Linked DNA regions of Rattus norvegicus: all the other regions are linked to region 1. A link is a contact called in public Hi-C data. All regions are on one chromosome and are shown on one strand. Each heading gives the region's core, a stretch centred on a gene start, on an enhancer-like site or on the middle of the called end of the contact. The rest is flanking DNA. Distances are from core to core; before and after follow the strand shown.

Region 1 (3,269 bases), core at 336-2,835:
ACCTGGAAAGCTCTGGTAAAAGTTACTGAAACTGCTACAGTGTACGGGAAATCACTGCTAAGTTTAAGTCCAAGCAGGAATGAGAACCATACCTGCGGAGAAAAGAGGGGAAATGGAATCACTTTAAGGCAGGCGGAGCCTACAGCAGCCTGCCATTTGGCATGTGCTTCTGCAGAAATACAACAGAGGACCCAAAGAGCTCCAGGATCCAGGTGGAGGTGGGGTGGGGTGGGGTGGGTGTGTGTCGATGGGGAGGGGCCCACTTAACCATACCTACGACTCACAAAGTTGGGTAGGACCTATCCAGTTAACTGCTTTCAAAGGAGACTTTATATGGATGTATATAGCAGGGAGCTGACTTCCTTAGTCGATTGGGCCCTTTGATTATTTATCTCTGAAAGAAAACTGTGTGTCTGTGTATAGGAGCATAATGACAGCAGAATTATGTCCATAAAAGACAAAAGGAAATGCGATTCAAAAGGTCTTAATAGTCTTCATAGACTGATGCGGTATGTGGAGGCCAGAGCACGGCAGTTAGTCAGCTGTGCTTCATTTGATGCCCACCCTCATTTTCAAACAAACACCATACAAATAAAGAGGCAAAAGTCACTTTTTGCTGGAATTTCCTTTAAAAAAAAAAAAACTTTATTATTCAGGCCAAACTTCCAAAGCTGGTCCAAAGATAGAGACAAAGGCTAAGAAGGGTCTGCAGTGGCTTTTCTCACTTACAGGTACCTAACTATGAGTGTGCCAATTTAAAGTTTATTTTAGATCTCAGTAGAAACCAGAAAAGCTAATCCTTTTCGATTTAGAATTTGGTGGGTGTGGCAATCTAGGAAGACCTAGGAAATAACTACTGTTTGGTTTGGATGTTACGCTTGTCTACTATTAAAAGAGCATATAATTATAGCCTAAATGGAGACCCAAATCTTGAACAGACTAATCTAAACTTTCAAAATGTGTACCTTTTAATGTAACCATCAAAAACTATAGCCTGCCAGATGTTGTAGCACTCAGCATAACACGGAGCTTACATTGAAGTCAGGATCCTTTAAAAAAAAATAAAAACCCCTTTCTTGCTCTCCAGCTGACATTACACACCTAAGGAGGGCTTCATTAGATCTACTTTGGAGACGTTAAATGAATTATTTTGAGATAGTTCAGGCTTTTGTTTAAATGCAGGCGAGATCTCTCCTTTTACTGTAAGACGAAAACCCTTCTTACCCCTCCCCCACGCCTCATGTCTTAATGTTTCAAAAATTAAATCTAGAGGTCCGGGGTTCTGAAAGATTGCCTAGTCTAGACAAATAGGCGGAGGAAAAGAAGTAGCAGAGGAGGGGGAGATACGGGCGACATGGCAGCTCCATCCCGTTGAAAAGGGGTGGGGTGGGAATTCCCATATATTTACAGCTTCTCTATCCCCAGCACCTTTTCTAAAAAGACTCCCAGGCAGGAGAGAGGCGAGGGACGCTACATAGGACAACCTGGGAGCGGCGGCGGTGGGGGAAGGGGGGACCCAGGAACCCGGCCTGTCACCTGACTGCCAGGAAGAGGGACGTGCAGCTGGGAGCATCTGAGGGGGGTGGGGAGACCTGGTAGAAGATGGCAAGATCCAGCGCTTCCTGGCAGAGCGCTGGCTCTTTCCCTAGACGTGCTCTCCCGCTTTCGGTCGGAGGCTGCCTTTCCAAGACGGGGGAGTAACCTCTGGCAGAGCACCCGGGTTGGTCCTTTTGCATAGCCGGTGGGAGGAGGGAGGGTGTCCCAAACCAGCGGCCTCAGATGTGCACAAGGTAGCACAGGAAATCTTAAGTAGTGTTATTTGTGACACCAGGGCGGGACAAGAGGTCTGCTTTCCAAAGAGAAGGCTTCGCGTCTGTCTGCAGCAGGCGACAGTCCCGGGCGCCACCTGCGCTTCGGGCGCGGGCCAGGCTGGTGCGCGCCGGGCCCCCAGCGCCCGCTACTGAGAGCGTGAAGTGACCGACCGTGAGTCCTCCGGCTTGCGTCCCCTTCCAGCACCAGGGACTCACGCCCCAATTACTGCTTGCTCAAGGGTGGACGAGCTCCGGCCGAGCCGCTGCCCCGCCCCGTACTACCTGGCAGCTGCCCGGGTGCAGCGCACAGCGCCCCGCGCGGCCCCAGCAGAGCCCCTGCCCTCCCACCTGCGCCGCGCGCCCGCCGCTCCGTGCTCCCGAGACAGGAGACGCGGCCCCGCTCCCGCTCGCGCCCGCGCACTCGGCGCAGCGCGCGCGCCCGCCGCTCCGCCCGCCCCCCGCGCTCTCCCCGCCCCCTCCCTCCCCCGCAGGCACGAGCGAATGTAGCCCGCGAGAGAAAATGGCGGCGGCGGCGGGCGATCGCGCCTCGTCGTCGGGATTCCCGGGCGCCGCGGCGGCGAGCCCCGAGGCGGGCGGCGGCGGCGGAGCTCTCCAGGGAAGCGGCGCGCCCGCAGCGGGCGCGGGGCTGCTGCGGGAGACTGGCAGCGCGGGCCGCGAGCGCGCGGACTGGCGGCGGCAGCAGCTGCGCAAAGTGAGGAGTGTGGAGCTGGACCAGCTGCCGGAGCAGCCGCTCTTCCTCACCGCCTCGCCGCCCTGCCCATCTACTTCCCCGTCGCCGGAGCCCGCGGACGCGGCTGCAGGAGCGAGTGGCTTCCAGCCTGCGGCGGGACCGCCACCCCCGGGAGCAGCGAGTCGCTGCGGCTCCCACTCTGCCGAGCTGGCGGCCGCGCGGGACAGCGGCGCCCGGAGCCCCGCGGGGGCCGAGCCGCCCTCTGCAGCGGCCCCCTCCGGGTGAGCGGCGGGCCGGGCCGGGCGGGCAATGAATGAAGCGAGGACGGAGCGCGGCTCCCGGGGCTCCGCTCGTGGGGCCCCGCGCCCCCGAGCCCTGAAGGTCGGGCGGCGCCCGGGACGGCGTGGGGACAGGACGGGAGCGTGCGGGAGAGTTTGTTATTGTTTGCGGACATGTGACAGGCGTGCAAACCGCGGACGTGCGGGGCTCCCGGGGCCGGGTCCTGAGAGCCCCCACGGCGCGCTGTGAGTGGGGAGCCCGGAGGGCGGAGGTGACGGCGGTGGGTCTGCGCCCTGTGACAGGATAGAGCCCCTGGGCCCCACGGGGACGCGTGCCCGCCCGCAGGTACCGGGCCGGGCTTATGCGACGCTCCCCAGGCGGCCGGGGGATTCCGGGGACTGCGGGGAACGCCTGTCAAAGCGACGCGGGCAGACGCTGCGGGCTCGCTGGACCGCCGGGTCTGCGGGGACTCCGTGGCTTCCCTCACT
Region 2 (3,269 bases), core at 328-2,827, 370 kb before region 1:
AATCAGATGTATTAATGAGAATGGTATATGTGCAAGAAAAAAATAAATTTCTTCTAGAAATGAGGTGTTAAGACCACATACCGTACAGAGTCTCTTCACAGTTACAGGAACCAGAAAACCCCAGAGCAGGCTGCTGTGTGTGTATGCATGTGTGTGTGTGTGTGTGTGTGGGCGTGCACATGTGTTTGTGTGTAGTATGAGAAAGGAACATAGAAGTGCCACATAAAATGATATTTGTACCTTCAAGGTCTTGGAACAGCTGGAGGGAACATCCAGAGAGAAAAGAGCTAGTTTCTATTAAGTCATTTTGCAGGGGAACCTGGCCAATCATGGGGGAGCACTGAGGCCCTGTGTCTGTGAGTCTCCTCGGGATCACAGGGACTTGGGGAGCAGAGGCCAGGCTCGAATGGAAAATACCCACAAGCCTTCTCCAGAAATGGGAGAGAGAGAGAGAGAGAGAGAGAGAGAGAGAGAGAGAGAGAGAGAGAGAGAGAGAGATATCTAGCTCATTAGTTATACACTGCCAGTAGACCAGAGACCAGTACTTAGCCCTAACATGCCCCACAGAAGCTATGACAACATTTATGTCTCAGAGTCATGTAAACTGCAGTCACAGCTACTCCTTTCTTCCCATTTACCAGTTATGAGGGAATAAAACTGAGAGGAGAGACAGCTGGGACAGAAGGAAAAGAGGAAGACTTCCGGGGGGTTTGAGATTTTGTGCTTGAGAACAGGTGTTACCCAAAGGCACTCTCACATGATTGGCTTATGATTGGTTTCCACGGAACCGGCTTAATTAATCTAATACCTTGAAACATATCTCTGCCTCCTTCCTCAGTTATCCTTCACTAGGCACAACTTCTCCGATAGGGAAAATTGTCACCAGGTACTATTCCCTCAGTAGCTTGTCAATATTTTAATAGGGTTCTCTTTCAGATTTCAAATTAGATCCCATTCTAAATAGGTGCCACCCAGAAAAGATACATCAGAGCCATAAACTCTTTGGATCAGGCAAACCCTCTCTCAGGTAGGGTGGATTTTTCATTTAGGAAAATCCTTGACATTTTCAGCTAAATGCTAACAGCGGTTAGCTTTTTACAGGAGTAGTGGGCTCTGTTGTGGGATATCAGCTTTATAGAACATTTGTTTATCCTCACGTTTTTAACCCCTTTGGAATCAGAAACATGCTGTGTATAGTAATATTTTCTGACTGAGGATGATGCCCAACTTGCTCCCCAGACCACCGTGTGGTTACTCTTGAAAGGTCGTCTCCCAGTCCATTCTTCAGGAATTCCTCAGAGTTCTTTAGTACAGGGATACTTTGTAAATGTCTGCACATTCCACAGAGGGACGCTATTTCAGTGAAGGTGTTTTGACCTTCTCAAAAAGATAATCCCAGGGTTGACTGGATTCAAAAGAAAAGCAGCTAGCAGGGTTGCTTACTTTGTTTCCATTTCTTTCAAGTGGAAAATCCCAGCTAGTTATCAATTAATAGTGAGTATCAGCAACTGTTTATCTAGCCCTAACAGAGAGCATGTCTGGAGATAACTCCGTGGACCTAGCCTATTGTGAAACAGCCTGCATCCTGACCAGTTCACTCCCTTTCTGGCGTCAGACGAATCACTTAACACTTGCAATGCCATAGGTGGGAAACAAATTCAGTTATCCGTTAATCTGAGAGTTAAGAATCCTGTTACCATGTTCCAGAAGTCAGCAGGTAGATAGCAGAGTGCCTGGGCTCCTGGCTTTGTGTGTTTATGCCTTTAAGGATCTTTGGGTGGAAAGTAAAGATATGGATACAAAGGAACCATTATAAGACTCACAGTGTTTATGTTCCGGGATTGTATCAGGTCAAGGGGAATCCAGACAAGGGCAGGGCTTGGACAAGTGACAAGACAGAGTGGCAGCAACAGTGCTGGGTGAGCCATTGTGTACTATCTGAGTGTCAAACCTTGCTGCCCTCTTAGAGCACCTGGCTCTTCTGAAGCTTGCCCCTTTGAGTTTGTGTCGGGGGAAGGAGGAACAGTAACTGACCCTATGTTCACTTGTAGGTCAGTATTTGACAAACTCGATGTAGAAATGGGAGCCACTTTGATTAGTAGCGTAGAGGAAGCAGACATGTATGAGGAGGCACGAAACAATGATTTTCTGTCCCCTGAATGGAAACCTAGTAGGTGCGGGTAACAGAAGCCATTTTCTTTTGGTGATTTGGGTGGCCAAATCCATGTTCCATGGCACCTTCTCATAGGCCGTGATGTGTGTCAACTCTCCATGTTAGTAGTTGCTCTTTCCCAAAGGGTATCAAATGAAGGCCCGACTTTAGGGCAGAACCTAAATATTAACATTTTGTTGAACTGGTCAAGGAGCCGTCTTTGGTAGGAGTTTTAGAGAGAGAAGTTTCCAAATGTCATGGCTGTTGAATATGTACAGCCATATGAGGAAAGGTGTCTCTTTACCTAGGAGATTAAAAATGAAACTAAGACACCCCCCCACCCCAGAGGCATTTTAAGTTTGGAAAGAGTGTTAGTTTAGAAATACAAATTAAGCACCGACTTTGAAATTCCTAATTTAGGGAAATAGGTGTTTGGATATTCAGTGAGATTTTTCTCAAAGAGTCCTTGAAGTGAGTATTTTAGAAACAACTGTCTGCACCGGGTGGAGGCGGGGGCATGAGGAGGCGAGGAGAAGGAAGGGGAGGAGGGAGACGCATCTCTGAGGAATGGGGCTTTAAGATACTCAGACAAATTGCTCTGAAGGAGAAACCTGACAGATGAACTGGAGGAATGAATTCAGTCTCTGGAGGTGTCTAGACCAAAGCAAGTTTTAGGGCTTTGATGATAGAGGGGGGAAATGTGTTATGAATTCTAAGATAATGAACATCAAAGCCATACAATTTGGAGGAAAAGAACATTACTGTCATATTTCAAGTTTTGGAAAATAAACGATACAACGACCTCTGGCTCACCAGGCTGAAACTGGATATTTGAGTGCCCTGAGTTCACTTTATTCCTGTATAGAAAGGTAGAGGAGAATGAGCTGTAGTCTTGTCGCAAGGCTAAGTGAGGCAGAGGCCACATCCTGGACCCTGAACTTTGCTGTTAGTCCATGGGCTATCCAAGAGGATGTCTTTTAGATCAATCAACGTCACCAGCAAGTGAGTGTCAAGACGGAACTTGGAAGAGGCTCATATGCAAAGGGAGCAAGACATAGAGCTGTCATCTGCGCTTCTGTGTGTCTCCGGCCTGCCTTTGGGGTGTGCAGGTGAACTT
Region 3 (3,269 bases), core at 440-2,939, 280 kb before region 1:
TTTTGGAGACACGCAAGACTATAAAAAAAGATTGACTGGATTAAACAACACAGCCGATGTTCAAGTTCCCTTTGGTTAGAGAACTGATTCTCAGCCTGTGGGTCATGACCCCTTGGGCAACCCTCTATCTCTGAAATTTTACATAACAATAGGAAAATTACAGTTATAAAGTAGCAATAAAAATCATTTTACTGTTAGGGGTCACTACGACATGAGAAGCTTTATGAAAGGATTGCAATATCTTGAAGGTTGAGAACCACTGGTCTAGGAGGAGTCCATGTCAAATTTTCCTGCTTTGGTCTGCACATCTGGGAGCTAGGCAGTTCAGAGTAGAGAAGCAAGAGAGAGGCAACAACTTCGTAAATGAGCGTCACGCTATGGGAAGCACTAGGTCTTTGTGGGAACAGGGGTCTGAGTTTCCTAAAAGAAGAAGCAAGTCTGACAGGGAACCAGTGCAGTTCTAGAAGGTGCCCTCCGTGTTAGGAACCCTATTAGCTTGTAGACTTCTTAAGTTATTCCAACAACCAACTTAAAAGAAATCATCTTCATCAGCTTATGGATTAATTGATGTCCATTATCCCAAAGGGAAACTGTTCAAATAACTTTTAGGGTTCACTCAAATGAATCTGAGCTCCCACTGACTGTCCTAGTCACACAATTTGTGAAGCACAATGCAGCTTTGAGAAGAAAGAAAGAGACAAACAAACATTAAGCATTTCAAGACCTTGGCTGGCGAATACTCAGTCAGGTGTTGGTCCCTTTCAGAGGGCATCCTCTGCCCATCCACCGTGCCTAGCAACGTTTAGCAAACAAGCACCACAACACTAGGAACCCCAAGTCCCTTCTGGGTCATGTAACTGCTTCAGCTACAAAAGCAGTCATTATTGACACCACTGGGTTTCCCCCAAATTGCCACAGTCTGTAGTGGTCTCCATTGAATGAACAATTTCCACTAATGTTTTCTCCTTTCAAGTTTTGTCCATAAATCAGTTAGCTCAAAGCAAACAAAATAAACAAAAACTAACCAACCAACCAAACACACAAACCAAAAAAAAACCAAACCAAAACAAACAAAAAAAAAAAAACAAAAACAAAAACAAAAAAAACCCCTAAATTGTTGCACTGCAGTAAATCTGATGGTTTGCAGACTTGGTGCAGCACCGCTGTTTATTGGTGTGTATACGTTGGAAAGTGGGCAGGTAGAAACACCATGCCCCAAAGCCAAAGAAACTAACCTCACAACCAGGGCAAGCCGCTTAGTAGACGGCACGCCCCCTTATGTCCCTGCCTCCGTTGACAAGTAAATTGCTTTCCAAACATTCCCTGGAAAACTGCATAAACTGAAAATGGCTGTAGTTGTGGAGAGACTGGAAGAAGCTGAGATGACAGGCAGCTGGGGAGGAATCTCGCTCTAGCTTTCTTTTTCTAGTGGATCATTTGATAAGAAAGTCAGATCGCAAAGGCCTCACAATGGCCTATTTATCACAAACCGGGCAGCCAGAGCTGGGAATCACGGGGGTGGCAGCCATCCCCGGAAAACCACGGTGCTCCGACACAGGAAAGCCGGCTGATAAGCGATCTGCAGACAACGCTCCTTCCTTCCTGGGAAGCTGTCACACAGGCAGTGGACTGACCCCGGGCGACGGTGCAGCTCCCTGAGCAGTGGGATGGGGAGTGGGGAATCTCTCCGGGGGTAGAGTAGACTATTGAACCAGATTGGCACAGCTCAGCCCCGCCCTGATCCTGCACTCCGGCAAACAGGGAGGGACAGGCGGTGGGGTGTTGGGGGGGTGGGGGTGGGGGTTGCACTCCGGCCTGCACCATACTCTAGGTTGTGATGGGAACCGACTGGCACAGCCCTTTCTGAAAGTCCCCCGGGGTGGCTCCTCCCTGCTGGATTTCGGTCAAAAGCAAAAAGAGACACAGACGTTTGTCGCCCTACTAAACCCTTAGAGCTTTGAGTTACGTTCCAGGCACAAAGACTTAACCTCTTTGGCAGGGTGGCCCATTAACAAATACAGAGCCAGTCCTGAAATGTGGCCCCTAACTTCCTAAGACCGGTATTATTTATGCAGACAATTAAAAGAATTGGAGGCCGCCATCCCTAGGTTCTAAGATGCCCAGACTCCCCAGGGAGCACTGGGTTTTGCAGAATTGGTGCAGCAGCTGTTCCCCCCGCTGCTGCTCTATGACAAGATATGTACTTTCATTTATCCAATCCCCGAAATGCTTGGTTTAGAGCCTGAGAGAGCCGGAGACTGGCTGTCTATAGAGGGAAAGGTCTGGGAAGGCCAGGCCACAGAGGGAGCTGTGAACTATGCTTGCAAGCCTGTAGGGCAGGGCAAGAGGGAATGGGGTCTCCAGGCCACAGAGGGGGCTGGTCAGCTGGGAGCTAGGATGTCCTTCATCTCTTTTCCAAATTGTACACAAGTCCCACAAAGTCGAAAAGGGGTGGGGGAGGTCAGGTCAGAGCTTGAGTGTGTGTTCTGCTGCTCCAGGCATTGCAGTCAGGAATCTACTGATTCCTGTGGCAGGCAGCTAAAAGCAACCAAAGTTCTTCTTCCAGGCTATGTGTATCTCTCTCTCTCTCTCTCTCTCTCTCTCTCTCTCTCTCTCTCTCTCTCTCTCTCTGTCTCTCTGTCTCTGTCTCTCTCTCTGTCTCTCTCTCTGTCTCTCTCTCTGTATATATGTGTGTGTATATGTGTGTATAATGTGTTGTGTGTAACTCTGTGTGCCTGTGAATGTATATCTGTGTGTATCTGTGAGAGAGATGAACACAGAAATACACACACAGATATACACTCACAGATATACACAGATACACACACACACACACAGAGAGAGAGAGAGAGAGAGAGAGAAGAACACAGAAATACACACATATACACACTCACAGATACACACAGAGATATACACAAAGACATACACAGGTAGACACACAATACAGACACACACACACACACACACACACACACACACACACACACACACACCTCACCCTCATCATCACTATCTCCAAACGTACTATTCTGCCTTTAGCAGCAGGGGCAGAACTGGGAAGGAATTTCTTCTGCCACCTGCAGGGCAGTGACTTGACAAACAGAGAAAGATATTCCACCCTAAGGGCACAAGGTCCTCCAATTGATTATTCTATAGACAAGGACAAAGTTGACCCTTGACCCAAAGGAACAAAGAAATTATGTGATGGACCCTGTTGCTCTGTGGTGGTCTGAGACCTAAGTTACTAAGCACTATGAAGCAAGGTGCCA

What was found. Hi-C and Micro-C count contacts between places; a contact is called where the count stands out from the background.
Region 2: a Hi-C map of liver shows a contact between it and region 1, with 2.1 times the contacts expected there. The contact joins the enhancer-like site here to the promoter of Map3k1 in region 1. A contact is called at or near these places in 2 of 12 Hi-C or Micro-C datasets (both in liver) and 1 of 1 datasets of contacts at active chromatin or transcription factors (oligodendrocytes).
Region 3: a Hi-C map of Schwann cells shows a contact between it and region 1, with 3 times the contacts expected there. The contact joins the enhancer-like site here to the promoter of Map3k1 in region 1. A contact is called at or near these places in 2 of 12 Hi-C or Micro-C datasets (Schwann cells and psoas muscle) and 1 of 1 datasets of contacts at active chromatin or transcription factors (oligodendrocytes).

The regions. Positions count from the first base shown.
Region 1 is chr2:45,146,334-45,149,602 of GRCr8, reverse strand. Map3k1 (mitogen-activated protein kinase kinase kinase 1) reads left to right here and starts at 1,585. Exons shown (of 21, transcript NM_053887.2): 1 at 1,585-1,720; 2 at 1,832-2,783. The coding sequence starts at 2,332.
Region 2 is chr2:45,516,744-45,520,012 of GRCr8, reverse strand. No RefSeq gene overlaps it. Among named protein-coding and RNA genes, the nearest start is that of Ankrd55, 130 kb to the left of the region's middle. Within about 2 kb of position 1,577, at least 6 of the 93 cell types and tissues checked have an H3K27ac peak or open chromatin away from gene starts, as enhancers often do. A contact at or near this core is called in liver, where this site is marked.
Region 3 is chr2:45,426,566-45,429,834 of GRCr8, reverse strand. LOC102554307 (a long non-coding RNA gene) reads right to left here. Exons shown (of 3, transcript XR_005500645.2): 3 at 1,880-3,269. Among named protein-coding and RNA genes, the nearest start is that of Ankrd55, 220 kb to the left of the region's middle. Within about 2 kb of position 1,689, at least 26 of the 93 cell types and tissues checked have an H3K27ac peak or open chromatin away from gene starts, as enhancers often do. A contact at or near this core is called in Schwann cells, where this site is marked.